Regions from separate parts of the Mus musculus genome. Here region 2 is linked to region 1. Evidence: chromatin contacts called from public HiChIP or PLAC-seq data. All regions are on one chromosome and are shown on one strand. The core of a region is the stretch at or near the end of the contact, and the rest is flanking DNA. Distances in the headings are between cores, read along the strand shown. Region 1 has its middle 47 kb from the start of Tmem158. Region 2 holds the start of Lars2 (leucyl-tRNA synthetase, mitochondrial).

Region 1 (7,035 bases), core at 3,079-5,578:
CTCCCCCTTTTTGGCCCTGGCGTTCCCCTGTACTGGGGCATATAAAGTTTGCAAGTCCAATGGGCCTCTCTTTCCAGTGATGGCCGACTAGGCCATCTTTTGATACATATGCAGCTAGAGTCAAGAGCTCCGGGGTACTGGTTAGTTCATAATGTTGTTCCACCTATAGGGTTGCAGATCCCTTTAGCTCCTTGGCTACTTTCTCTAGCTCCTCCATTGAGGGCTTCAATTTTGAGCAAGTTTTTATTTCTGGTTCTATGAAACCTGGGGAAATGGGAATCTCAAAAGCCTGCCCTCCCCCACCGTGCTTGCATTCTTTCTTAACACATAACACTTGACGATATTGCGTATGAGCTATTTACCATCCTGCTTGGTGTGTCTCCCCATTAAAATGTCAGCTTCATGAAGCAGCTACTTTCGTCTGTTTTCTTCCTTGCTGTGTGCCTGCCTAGCACCTGTTTTCCAAACCACCACTTGGTAAATATTTGTTAAATGATGTGGATACCCTTAAAGCAGCCCGAGCGGGGTGAGGAACAGTGTAAGCATTTAGAAAATGTTAATTGCTACTATTTTTATGACGTGTTATTGATGACGGTCCTGTGTTGAAAAAGATAGAATATCATGGTTGGTGGTATATGTCTTTAATTCCAGCATTTAGGAGAGTGAGAACTGTGTGTGTGGCCAGCCTAGGCTCATAGAGTAGGTCAAAGAGAGAGGGGAGGGAGTAAGGGCAGAGAAGGGAGTGGGGGAGGGGAGGGGAGGGGAGGAGAGGAAGGGGAGGAAGGGGATAGGAAGGAGGGAGAGGTAAAAGGTCAGAAGCTGTTCTTGCCTTTCTGAACTTTTTAGTCTGGAAGGGAGACAAATATAAGACAAAGAGCAGAAACTGTAAGTTGTGGTGAGTGTCCTAAAAGTTTAGGGTGCTATCAAAGGACATGACAGAAAGATATTATTTTCAAGGCATAGTGAGCGCTCAAAGCTGACTTGAGAGGAAAATGTTTAATCTGAGATCTGACAGGTGAACATTAGTGAGTCAGGCACGGAGAGACAGCAGTCCAGGCAGGGTGTATGTGTGTGTGTGTGTGTGTGTGTGTGTGTGTGTGTGTGTGTGAGTGTGCATGTGGTGTATTGTATATGAATGACTGTGTGTGTGAGTGTGTTATGTTGTATGTGTGAATATGTGTATGTGCATGCATGTGTGTGTGATGGCATGTGTGTATCTATGTCTGTGTGAGTGTGTGTATATATGTGTGTAAGTGTGTGTGTGTGTGTGCATGTAAGTGTGGGGTGTGTGTGAGAGCTGTGGGGCATGTGTGTATGTATGAGTATGTATATGTGAGAGTGTGTATGTGTGTGAATGTATATGTGTGTGTGTGTGTATATGTGTGTGTGTATGTTAGTGTGTGCGTGTGTGTATTTGTGTGTGTTTAAGGTACATAGAGTTTCTGAGATCTGAAGGAAAAGCATCAAGTAAGGAGGTAGGTACAAGCTCACCTGGAAGGCACAGAACCTTCTCACTCCAGAAGGGCTGAGTCTACTCAGCGATGGGTCCTGTAGGCCAGGATGTGACTGCAGCAGAGGAGGGACATAATGGTGGTCACAGGACCTGCAGAACAGCTAGGCCAGGAAAAGCAGTGGCAGCTTCCAAGGCAGCACTTCACAGCCTATGCCGTGCTCCTCTTTCTGCAATCTGTTTTCCTGGGTCCTCCCTTACTCAGACACGTTTTCCCTCCTTGGTATTTACTAATCGAGGTATACTGTTCAGTCTGGATACTGCAGAACTTTCTAAGAGCTAGTAAAAGACTTACCATCACAAGAAGAATGGTGCTCGTCCCTTTGCAGTTAGACAGAAGCAGATTCTCACATTCCAAATATGACTGAAAATGCTTTCTCTGACAAGGTATTTTCTTTTTTTTTTTTTTCTTTTTTTTTTTTCAGGAAGAGCTGTTTTAATTTTCTTTTTAAATCTTCCAAAAGCATATTTTTATCCCAAACCTAAATTATAACAAATAGCATTAGAATTAGAAAAACTTGGAAGAAAGATAAATGCAGACAATCAAGTGTATGAAAAAGGAAATTTGTGAGACTCAGTTTATACACTTATTAATATGAAACTATAATTTGAAGCCCGTATCTCTGGAAGAAACTTTATTCAGTTATTTTTATTAATGGTATCCATGGCTCTGATACTATGATTTTTAAAAAGATGCCCATTTGAAAAATATTTTAAAACAGTTCTGTTCAGCTGTAAATTCTCTCTTAAGCTCTGACCATAATTCTTGTATTTTATTTGGGAAGAAAAGAACTGTTTCTGATGGCATGAAATGAACATTTTTAAAGTTTTTTTTTAAACTTTTAGTACAGAATTTTATTTTAAGAACTATTAGTGAGAAACTGATGCAGGTAATTGAGTGTGAGGCACTAATTCCTGGTCAACTATGGAAATCTGTTTCTTCTCTAGTCCCCCCAAGGAGAAATGTCACACCGAGTGTCCAACACAGTGATCCTCAAATATACTTCTAAGCAAAACAAGGGCTTTGTTTACTCAGTCTTCAGATTTTACTGTTCTGAATTTTATTCTGAAACTCAAGTTTACCCCAAACCATCATTGACATAGTAGCTTCATCAAGCACAGTAGAATGCAAGTCCTCAAAGCAGCAGTGCAGGCAGGGAGGCCCTATGTACCTCCCAGCTTCGGGGAAACACAATTGACCGCACCCAATTAGCAACAAATCTATCTCATGCTATTCGGGAGGTGTCAGTCTAAGTCCTGACGACGAGACGTGGATCTCTACCTATCTACACATCTCATCTTGATGTCCTGAGGTTGCCAAAGGGACTCCTCACAGCTTAGCTTTGCCCGGCTGAAGCTGAAGGTTCTGTAGTTTCATGGCCAGTCCCATGTTACCAGCAATCTTCAGTTTCCCTTGAAAGAAGGCCGACTGAGGGTTCATTTTTCCAGTCATCAAAGCCAGCAAGTCTGAGTCGGCCATGGTGATTGTGCAGTCAGCCTTCTTATCTGAATTGGGAAGCACAGATCCTTTGCCATTCTTCACATCCACCACCCAGGTAGCTTCTTTGCCGCCAGGGCCATCTTTCACTTTGAAGGCAAAAATGCCACCGATTTTCTTCACGAACTGTTCCCCTTCCTCTTCAAGCTTCTTCTCAATCTCCTTAAAGACGAGGTTTGCCTTGAATCCATCCCCTGCAGAGCTGGTGGGAGCAGCTGAAACCTGGTGCGTCCTGAAGGAGCTGGCAGCTTCGGGAAAACCCATCCTGTAGAGGGTGACAACCACAGCTCCTCCGAGGCCTAGATTGTGCTCGACAAGGTATTTTCTAAGACGCCTGAACTTAGATGGTTGTTTTGCTCTGCAACTGCGGTTTTTAGCCTCTAAAATGTCTACATTGCTAATCGGTTGCCCTAATAGGTAAAAGTTTAAAACTCACATTTGTTTTCTAGTATTTGTTATTATGTGTATGTGTGTGCACATGTCTACAGAGGGCAGACATTGTGACCCCCCCTGGAGTTAGAGTCACAGGCAGTTGTGAGCAGCCTGATGTGGCTCTGCTCCTCTTCAAGAACAATACATGCTCTTAGCCTCTGAGTCGCCTCTCCAGACTTGACAGTTGTTTTCTAACTCAATAGGTACATATTCGATTCTTTCTCTCTCTCTCTCTCTCTCTCTCTCTCTCTCTCTCTCTCTCTCTCTCTCTCTCTCTCTCTCTCCCTCCCTCCCTCCCTCCCTCCCTCCCTCCCTCCCTTTCTTTCTTTCCTTTCCTTTTTTTTTTTTTTTTTTTTTTTCTTTTCTGACAGGGTTTATCTGTGTAGCCCTGGCTGTCCTGGAACTCACTCTGTAGACCAGGCTGGCCTCGAACTCAGAAATCTGCCTGCCTCTGCCTCCCGAGTGCTGGGATCAAAGGTGTGCGCCCCCGCCGCCTGGCTTGTTTTTGTTTTTATGACAGGATCTCCTGCAGCCCAGGCTGACCTTAAATCCATTGTATAGCGGAGGACGACTTTGAACTACTGAGCCCTTGTCTCTGCTTCCCAAACCCTGCGATAGCAGATGTGGCCACTGTACCTGGCCTATCTCTGCCATTCTTATTTTAAAGAGTTTAAAGGTACATTGGCTTGTTTGAGCATTGGCAAGGGCAGGTGTGAGGTGCTGCCAGCATACGTTAGGATTCAGGCAGGAATGACAGAACTGGGAACTGGACCAAATCAAGAGAGATCCTGGAAGTAGAATTAATAGGACTTGGTAGAGACTGAATGTGGTAATGAGTGGGCAGCTGAAGGGTGACTCTAGGCCTCCTCTGCATGGACAACATGGAGGATTACCCATGTAAAGAAATGGGAAACTGAACACTCTGGAAATTTCTTCATCTCACAGCATCAGGAGGTCCCTGGGTGAAACTTAAAGTTCAAGTTTCTCATGTGTACTTGAGAAAAGGAATGGAAAGTGACCAAGGCAAAGCAATGGAACACAGCATTGTGGGAAGAAAGGGTGGGCTCCAGCATGGAACTCGGAGAAGCAATAGAAGCAGCTTTTAGTTAAGCCTCGAGGGAGAGGCAGGATTCCATTTATCATGTGCTGATGACTAAACAGCTCTGCAGAAGTAGGGGGTGGGGTGAGGGTGACATGGGTTCCTGATGATTCAGAGGCGGATCTCCCTCTGCAGTTTGATGATGGATTGGTACATTAAACGGTAGAAAAGTTCCATTCCAGAGTCCCCATAGACAGGCAGCACGTCAGGAGCTTCTCCAGTCCTCTCTTCTAGATGCTGAGAGCTGGAGGTGGGGGGAGGAGGGGCCATATTTCAGATCGTACAGAAACTGCGACATCAGGTTCGTTTGAGAGAAGTAAGAAATGGGCTGGCTAGCCAAGGAGAAATGTGCAGGGAATCGAATTCTCTTTGAAAGATTAAGATGTGAACAGATAATGGCTAGGCTGCATATAAAAAGAGGGGCTTGGGGCTGGCAAGCTAGCTCAGTTGGTAGTATTTGCTTCACAGACCTGAGGATCTGAGCTCACTCCCCTAGAATCCAGGTTAAAAAAAAAAATCAACGAGAGGTGGCTCCCACTTCTATCCCCAGTGCTGGGGAGGCAGACACAGATAGAGCCTTGGGGCTGTCAAGTCTCCTGCATTGTGACACCAGAAGTTGACCTCTGGCCTCTACATGCAAGTACATAGATAAGAGTCTCTCCCCTGCCTCCCCCACTGGCCCACAGTCTACAATTCATAGCCCAACACCTATAAATCAGTCCGACAGAGTGGATATTTAATCAGTAACTGCCTCTCATTTGTGTCCCCTTTCAACTTAGGACTGATTTTTAAAAAAGAAAACCAAATATGAACTCTCAATCATGTGGGGCACCCTGCTTTTAGATAGCCTGTTCTGTTTGCTTCATGTCCACAACCCCTAATCAGAGGCTGTATGAAGCTATTTCCTACTGGCCAGCCTTCCCACTCTGCTTGTCTTTGAGTTTATGTCAGATATAGATAGTTGTTGCTGACTCACATCTATAGCAAGTTCTGAATAAGCAGCATTTCTTGGTTCTCCCTGGAGTGCCCCTTTATTCCATAGAGACCTCTTGTTGATGCTAGCTACCTTGTTAGGGAGCTGGAGAGTGGGGAAGGCAGATGTGGGTCTTGATCTTGCTCTACTCAGGTTGGTTCTTCTTTAGCAATGCAGCCACATCTGGCCATCAGCCCAACACTTCCTAGTGCAACAGAGAAGAACGGGCCATCTGCTGGGACACTCTCTAGTAAGTAGCTGTTCTACATGTGTACATGCACACAATCCTGAAGTCACTTGCAAGCCATGGGTTTTACTAGTGTAGAGTCTAGAGATTCAAAATGTGGCTTGCATGTTTTCAGAGTACCTGCAGGGCTGTCTGGAAAGGGGTTTCAGGCTGGCTTTGTCACATTCTGACTGTATGACCTTGAACAAGTCACCGAACTCATGGGAGCGCAGCATCTCCTCAGGCTTATTTTTTCAGCCATGTCCTATATCAGCTGCAGCTAGGTCTCCTAGACCACTTGTTACATATTTCTTTTCTGGGATTCTACACCAGAATTAATTAATTCTACACCAGAATTAATAAATCAGAGTCTCCCATGATGGGCTGAGAATCAACACAAAGAGCCAGCTACCCAAGTAAGCTTTCTACTCATTAAAGTGTGAGAACCTCAGAGGTGCTGCTTCTTAGGCACTTGAGAGACTACAGTGATGGTCAAGACCCAGTCTCCCTCCTCACTGAAGCCTTAAGAGAAAATACATTCAGGGCAAAGCAATGAATAATAAATAGAAATTAAGAAACAAAGCATTGTGGGAAGAAGGGTTGGGCTCCAGTATGTGACTCTGAGAAGCAGGTATTATAAAATCATAGAGTTATAGAAGCAGGTATATTTCAGTTAAGTCTCAAAGGAGAGGTGCAATTCCATTTATCATGTGCACTTGAGAAAAGAAATGGATAGTGACCATAGACCACAAAGATGCTGTTGTGTCAGCTTTTGCTGCATAAGAATTATCTCAATACTTAGCAACATAAAACACCTACATTTTTTTTTTTTTTTTTTTTTACATTCCCTAGTCCAGAGCAGCTGAGTGGTTTGGTGGCTCTGACCTGCTTTGCTCAGGTGTCCATAGCCAGCAAGCAGGTTAGCTAGTGAGTGTAGGATGGCATTATTCATCCTTATGAAGCTGGCTAGTTGTTAATTGGGGTGACTAGCCTGGCCTGCCGAGAGGGCAGAACTTGCAAGATGTCTTATAAACTGAGGTTCTGTAGGGGGATAGGTGGAGGGAGTCACACCTACATTAAAGATTTTAACACCCAAATTAAAAGCTGTACAAGGCCAGTTAACTGATTAAAACTTTGTAATGATAGAGATTTGGAATGTTGCAGATCTAGAGCCAAATGATCTTGGACCATCTTTACTCCCTTAGTCATCATTCACTGCCCACTTTTATGTCTGACCTCAGGATTATCAGGTGAAACCTTCTGGGCCGTATTAATAGACAGCCTAGCTTCCAGCAAC
Region 2 (7,035 bases), core at 2,422-4,921, 58 kb after region 1:
TGATCATCTCATTAGATGCAGAAAAGGCCTTTGATTGAATTTAATACCCCTTTATGTTAAGAGTCTTGGAGATATCAGGGATACAAGGGACATACTTAAACATAATTAAGGCAATGTATAGCAAGCTGATAGCCAACAGCAAATGAAATGGAGAGATACTCAATGCAATTCCACTAAAAGCAGAAACAAGACAAGGCTGTCCACCCTCTCCAGATCTTTTTAATACAGCAGTCAAAATTTTAACTAGAGCAATAAAACAACTGCAAGAGATTAAGGGGATGCAATTTGGAAAGGAACAAGTCTAAGCATCATTATTTGCAGATACTTTTTCCCCCAAAGTATACATAAGTGACCCTAAAAAATTCAGTAGGAAACTCCCTACAGCTGATAAACACTTTCAGCAAAGTAGCTGGAAACAAGATTAACCTAAAAATAGTCAGTAGTTCTTCCATATATATATGATAAATGAATTGGAAAAGAAATCAGGGAAGCAATATCTCTCACAATAGCCTCAAATAATATAAAATACCTTGGGGTAACTCTAACTAAGCAAATAAAAGATTTGTATGATAAAAACTTCCAATTCTTTGGAGAAAGAAATTGAAGATGATAGCAGAAGATGGAAAGATCTCGAATGCTCAAGGATTGGTAGGATTAACATAGTAAAAATGGCCATCCTACCAAAAGCAATCTATAGATTCAATGTAATCCCTATCAAATTCCAACTCAATTCTTTACAGACATTGGAAGGACAATTCTCAAATCCATATAGAAAAACAAACAAACAAACAAAAATAATCCTAGGATAGCTAAGACAATCTTGAACAATAAAAGAACTGCTGGATGCCCCACCATTCTCAATTTCAAAGCATATAAACAGATGTGTTGATCAATGGAATCAAATTGCAGATCCAGACATAAATTCATACACTTATGGACACCTGGTTTTTTGATAAAGAAGCCAGAAATACACAGTGGAAAAAAGACAGCATCTTCAACAAATGGTGCTAGTTAAACTGGATATCTGCATGTAGAAGAATGCAAATATAACCATATGTATCACTCTGTATAAAACTCAAGTCCAAGTGGATCAAAGATCTCAGCATAATACCAGATACATTGAACCTGATAGGGAAGACAGTGGGGAATAGCCTTGAATGCCTTGGTGTAATAGATGGCTTTCTGAACAGAGCACCAATAATGCAGTCACTAGATCAACAATTAATAAATTGGACCTCATGAAACTGAAAAGCTTCTGTGAAACAAAGGAGACTGTAGCCACCAGCGACCACAGGTTCCCGGGTTCCTGAAAGGAAACATGGGGTTTTGGATGGGAAAGGCTGCGAGAGAAATAACGAGCCAAGACAAAGTTCTGATCAAGGCCAATGTTTACTTAAGAGTCTGAGCTTATAAAGGGGGGGACCCATCCCCTACCACGCCAGGATCTTGTTGCTTTGTCAGGATAGTGTCAGGAGAACAGGTTCAGCCTCTCAGCTGAGGAAACCACAGACGTGGCAGTCAAAAGACTTTACCCAGGTCAGAAGACTCCACCCTAGGTGGACTAGCACTGTGGCAAGCCAGGTCTGAGCAGCCTGCTCAAGGCTGGGAGGAGGGCACAGAATTGGAAAAGATTTTTACCAACTCCACATATGATAGAGGACTAATATCCAAAATACATAAAGGGCCCAAGAAACTAGATATCAAAAAACAAACAAACAAACAAACAACAAACAAAAAAACCAGAAAAACAATAAAAGAAAAACAAAAACAAAAAAACCCAACAATTCAATTCAAGAATGAGGTACAGATCTAAACAGAGAGTTCTCAATAGAGTAGTCTAAAATGGCTGAGAAACTCTTAAGGAAATGCTAAATCAAAACTACTTCCTTCTTATACCTGTCTGAACGGCTAAGATCAATAACACAAGTGACAGTTCATGTTGGCCAGAATGTGGAACAAGGGAACCCTCTTCCATCATGGGAGTGCAAACCTGTATAGCTACTATGGAAATCAATATATTGATTTCTCAGAAAATTGGGAATCCATCTACCTCAAGACCCAGCGTACCACTCTTGGGCTTATACCCAAAGCATGTTCTATCCTACCTCAAGGATACTTGCTCAACCATGTTCATTGTTGTTTTTTTCATAGTAGCCAGAAACTGGAAACAATCCATATGTCCCTCAATAGAAGGATGGATAAAGAAAATGTGGTGCATTTTCACAATGGAGTATTTGCTGTAAAAAAAAAAAAAAAAAAAAAAAAAGTGACATCATGAAATTTGCAAGCAAATGGATGGATCTAGAAAAAAAAAAAAAAACCCCAAGTGATGTAACCCAGAATCTGAAAGATAAATATGGTATGTATTTACTTATAAGGGGATTTTAGGATTTTAGCCATTAAGTAAATGATAATCAAGCTACAATCTAGAAACAGAGAGGTTATGTAAAGAGGAGGGGTCTTGGGAGACATAGGAACCGACCTGGGAAGGTAGATTAGATTTTATGGGAGGATTGGGGGGGTGGGTGAGGATGGGAGGGGGTTGTGTGGGGGGAAAGAGTATGGGGAGAGTCAGCTGAAATTGAAGGAGGGCACTTCTGGGGGTGGGGGATGGGAAGCCAGTGCAGTGGAAACCTAGTGTGAACTGTATCAGGGCAATGGTGGCACAGAATTGGTTTCCAGGTGAGGTTTGATGCTGGTCTAGAACAACCTGGTGTTTTGAGCTTTAAATGATCAGGAGACTGTTTTTGTTGTCGTCGTTGAAGTCTTGGAAATGGACAAAAGCTTCCTATGTTTCCTGGGTGGCACACAGAATGAAGTTTTATTCTGTAGGAGTGTACACCCCTGCTGGTCTCCTTATGGACTGCATTGACCCATGTAAGGACAGAAACTAAGATGGAGATTATACATACAGTGACGGGATGGATTGTCTGTGAAGCTACAATTGATTTTAGCCCTGTAGGAAGAGATGGCACTCAGACATTGTTTCCCCCCTCCCCCCCCACCCCCCCGCTATTACTGGATAGCAACCATTTTGCACTATTTGCAAATCTCAGTACACTTCTCACATGTGGCCTTAAAAAGATTCTTCCTTTAAAAGATAGAGTGTAATTACACCATTGTTCCTTTGCAATTCCTTGATTTATTACAAGGCAAGAAGCTCTTGCTCCATGCAGTGCGTGCTGGGCGATGGGGCACATTAACCCCATAAGGAAGGAGGTCAGACAGCTTGTTTTCCTGTCAGTACATTTTGTTCCCCGCTCTACTCCGGGCTAGGTAATTCTCCTCCTGGGGCTAGAAGATCACCTGATATGATGGATGAAAAGTGCTTCAATCCTCACCAGGCCCATAATGGATCAAAAAGTCAGACAAGCCAGCCCAGTAGCAGCTTCTGTGACGCTGAGATTCAAACCCTGGCCTTGAACCACCCCAGAGCTCTTTTAACCACCTGTCACTTCATCCTTTAGCATCTCCCTCGTTTCTGTTCTAATTGTAAGACCGGGACAATCCGGTAAGCAGAATTTGTACCGATAGCAGGCGTAGAGGGCGAGGCCTGGGCGGGGTCAGCCCTGGGCGAGCAGCTTGGGGGCGGAGTCAGCGCTGTCTCTCCCGCATCTCGCCTTTCCCTCTTGGCTCCGCCTCTCCTGTCTGTGTCCGCGGCCTCCCCTTTCGATAAAGTTGTTGTTTTGCCAACATGGCGGCGCCCAGAGTGACTGGCTGGGTCTTGCTCGTGTAATGCTTGGGGAACGAGGCAGAAGGTAGCAGCTGGCCAGACAGAGCCTGAGCGCAGAAAGCCCCGCCTGGGGCTCAGGAAGACGAGAGACAAGCCCCGCTTAGCCCCCGGAGCTGAAGGTGCGGACAGGCTCGGGAGTCCCGGGACCTTGGAGTTTGACAAAATGGGAAAAGCTCCGAGATTCTAGTCTATAGGCTCTTTCAGCCATGGACCCTGTTGACAGCTCCGGACTCTTGCTCGGAGAACGCACATCTTCACATGGCTTTGTATTCGAATTCTCCTCTACTACTCACCTCCCCCCGGGTGCCTGGATCTTCTCTTCGGGGTTGGGGGTTTGGACCCAGAAAAGGACCATCAGTACTACATCTTTGGGGGACCCACAGTATTAATTAGGACCCGCAGGTCTTCACAAGTCGCCTGGATCTTAACAGGCTCACAGCTTACAGAGAAGGTGGAGTTCCAGATACGAAATAACTTGCCTGAGATCCTGCAGGAAATTAGAAGTAGCGTGTGTGTGTGTGTGTGTGTTTAACATTAGTATTTTACAAGACATGTCTGCTGACATTTGTGTTTTTAGAAGACATGTTTGTTGGGGTGAGGTGTGTGTTAACTTACTCGTTTTGTTTGTATCCACACCAACCTCTGCTAAAATGGCTGCTTTTGATGCCAGGAAGAGGCAATGCCTATTAAGACTTCAGTAGACAGGTACTTGAAATGGCCCAGAGCTGTGCCTAGTAAGTAAAAAAAGAACAGAAGATGGTTGAAATCTAAAAGTTCTGTAAATTCATAGGCATGAGCACAGACAATTTGTTCTTAGTCTCTTCCCCTAGTGGAGAGTCTGAGGGTGATCTTGGACCTATGCCTAAGGGTTTGGGGTTTATTTTTATTTTTTATTTTGCATTGCTCAGGATGGAACCAATGGCCTCAAACAGTGTCAGGGAATTACTCTACCACTAAGCTATATCTCCAGCCCCCACATTTACAGTATTTACTTGTTTTATTTTGTTTTTGGTGCTGGGTATTGAACTGATGTGCTGAGCATCTGTTTTATATATCTAGTCTTTGGATTTTCTTAACAAATCTGCTTTTGTTTTAAGACTTGTTTTTAATTGTGTGTGTGTGTGAGTGTGGGTGCCCATATAGGCCAGAGGCATCAGATCTTCCTGAAGCTGGAATCATAGGCATTGTGAGTCACCCACTGTGAGTGCTGGGGACCAAACGGGGATCCTGTACAAGAGCGGTGTGCTCTCTTAACTGCTGTGCCATCTTTCCTGCCTCTTCTTTATTTGTTTGTTTAAAGACAGAGTCTCGCTGTATAGCCCAGGCTTCCCTACAGCTCATGGTAGCCCAGGTTGTACTGGAACTCTTGACAGTCCTCCTACCTCAGCCTCTCAAGCTACTGGCATTCCAGGTGTGAGACATCACAGTTTCTTAACTCCTCTGGCATACATACATTGCCAAATTGCTTCAGAGGTGTTCTTAATTTGCATCTACCAATAGTGTATACACATAATTGTTTTCATTAAAACTATAAGCAAGATATTTAATTGTATTTATTTCTTTGATTAGTTGTAAAGTTGATTTTTTTTTCATGTTTCTTAGCTTTTGTCCTCTGTCTTATCCCTCACTTGGGGCACCAATCCCCCTTTTCTGGTGCTGTGGATTGAATCCAGAGTTTTAGACTTGCAAAGCAAGTGTTCTACCACTGCGATATACTTCCATGCTTATATCTTTGCCTATTTTAAACATGTTTTTGGGGTTCTTTCCTCATATGTGAACTCTTTATGGAGTTGTATAACCTTTTGTCATTGTAGTTTGGAACAAATACTTTTCTTCAGCAAATTGTTTACTCTTTAGCAATTTGTTCAAACTTTTTCTTTCTTTTCTTTAAGACAGGATCTCACTGTGTACCTGTGTAACTCAGGCTGGCCTTGGACTTAAGATCCTCTTGTCACAGCCTCCTTAGTGCTGTGATTACCAACATGTTTCACCCCACCAACTTACACATTTTTGGTATATAGATATTTCATGGTTTTGGAGTAAGACCGATTAATTGTGGTACTTTAAAAAATTCCTATTAACTAAGTTTGATGGTTTGTGGTGCCTGTAAGCCTAACATTTGGAAGGCAGAAGCAGGGATATCAGGAGTTCAAGGTCATCTTTGTCTGCAATGCTAGTTCAAAGACAGCCTGAGCTAGATGAAACCCTGTCTCAAATTCCCACATCCCTTCAAAACAGTGGGATTTATGCCAGTTTATGGCTTGCGTTGGAGCCCTAATTTAAATTTTTCTCAAATACATTGAGCAATCAATCATTTTCAGAGTTGTGGTGGTGCACATGTAATCCCATGAGGAGGCTGAGGCAAAAGAACAAAATTAGAGGCTAGCCTGGGCTATATAGTGATATTCTGTTATTTTTGTTTTCATTTGGATGTACATATGTGTATACATAAGTACACACATTGGAGCCCAAAGGTCAATGTTTGACGTTTAAAAATTATATTTATTTAATTAATTCTTTTATGTGTCTTTTTGTATGTGCCTGAGTTCATGTCTGTGTATCATATGTGTGCAGAAACCCTTGGAGGTCAGGAGACATCAGATCCCTTAAATTGGAGGTATAGATTGTTTGAGCTGCCCTGGGAGTGCTCTGTAGGAGCTGTAGTACTCTTGTAAAATAAGCCATCTTTCCAGCTCCCCAGTGTTAGATGTCTTTTATCTCTCTCTCTACATTAGTTTTTCACTGAAACTGAAACAGTAATTGGCTAACATAGGTGGTCAACAAGCTCCAGGGGTCTTCTTGTTTCCACAAGCCGCACCCTCAGTGCTGGGGATAGAAGCACAGTGCCACCATACATGTAGGGCTTTTTATGTGGGTGCTGGGGATCTGAATGTAGATCTTCATGCTTATGTAGCAAGCACTTTGCCCACTGAGCCACCTAAGCCACAGAGACAGTTCCTTATTACTTTCTGATCTGCATGTGTTTTTCTTTATGAAGTTTAATTGCATTATTTATTTGTTTGAAGGCATGTCTGCCATGGCCACGTACAAAGGTCATGGGACACACCTCTCCACCCTGTGGTCTTAGGGATCAAACTTGGGTTGTGAAGTTTGGTAGCAGGAGCCTTTACCAGCTGAGCCATTTACCAGCATTCATCATGAGCTTTAAATTCTTGTATATACTCCGATCTATTTTACTGGTTTTTAGTTCATTGGTTTAAGCAAAGGAGAAGTCGTTAGAGAGCCTGGTGCAATGTAAAGCACCATGTTCGGCCAGCAGTAAGTGTTACTGTGCATTCGTG

What was found. HiChIP or PLAC-seq counts read pairs in DNA pulled down with a chosen protein or histone mark.
Region 2: a CTCF HiChIP or PLAC-seq map of the NIH/3T3 cell line shows a contact between it and region 1, with 15 read pairs. The contact joins the promoter of Lars2 here to the enhancer-like site in region 1. A contact is called at or near these places in 1 of 39 promoter capture datasets (macrophages), 1 of 15 datasets of contacts at CTCF or cohesin (the NIH/3T3 cell line), 1 of 484 Hi-C or Micro-C datasets (myocytes), 7 of 115 datasets of contacts at active chromatin or transcription factors (the SCID.adh cell line, bone marrow-derived macrophages, embryonic fibroblasts and 3 more) and 2 of 9 other capture datasets (adipose tissue and pancreatic islet).

Annotation. Positions count from the first base shown.
Region 1 is chr9:123,304,668-123,311,702 of GRCm38.p6, forward strand. It overlaps the pseudogene Scp2-ps2. Among named protein-coding and RNA genes, the nearest start is that of Tmem158, 47 kb to the left of the region's middle. Within about 2 kb of position 4,329, at least 41 of the 459 cell types and tissues checked have an H3K27ac peak or open chromatin away from gene starts, as enhancers often do. A contact at or near this core is called in the NIH/3T3 cell line, bone marrow-derived macrophages, macrophages and 2 more, where this site is marked.
Region 2 is chr9:123,363,256-123,370,290 of GRCm38.p6, forward strand. Lars2 (leucyl-tRNA synthetase, mitochondrial) reads left to right here and starts at 3,672. Exons shown (of 21, transcript NM_153168.3): 1 at 3,672-3,852.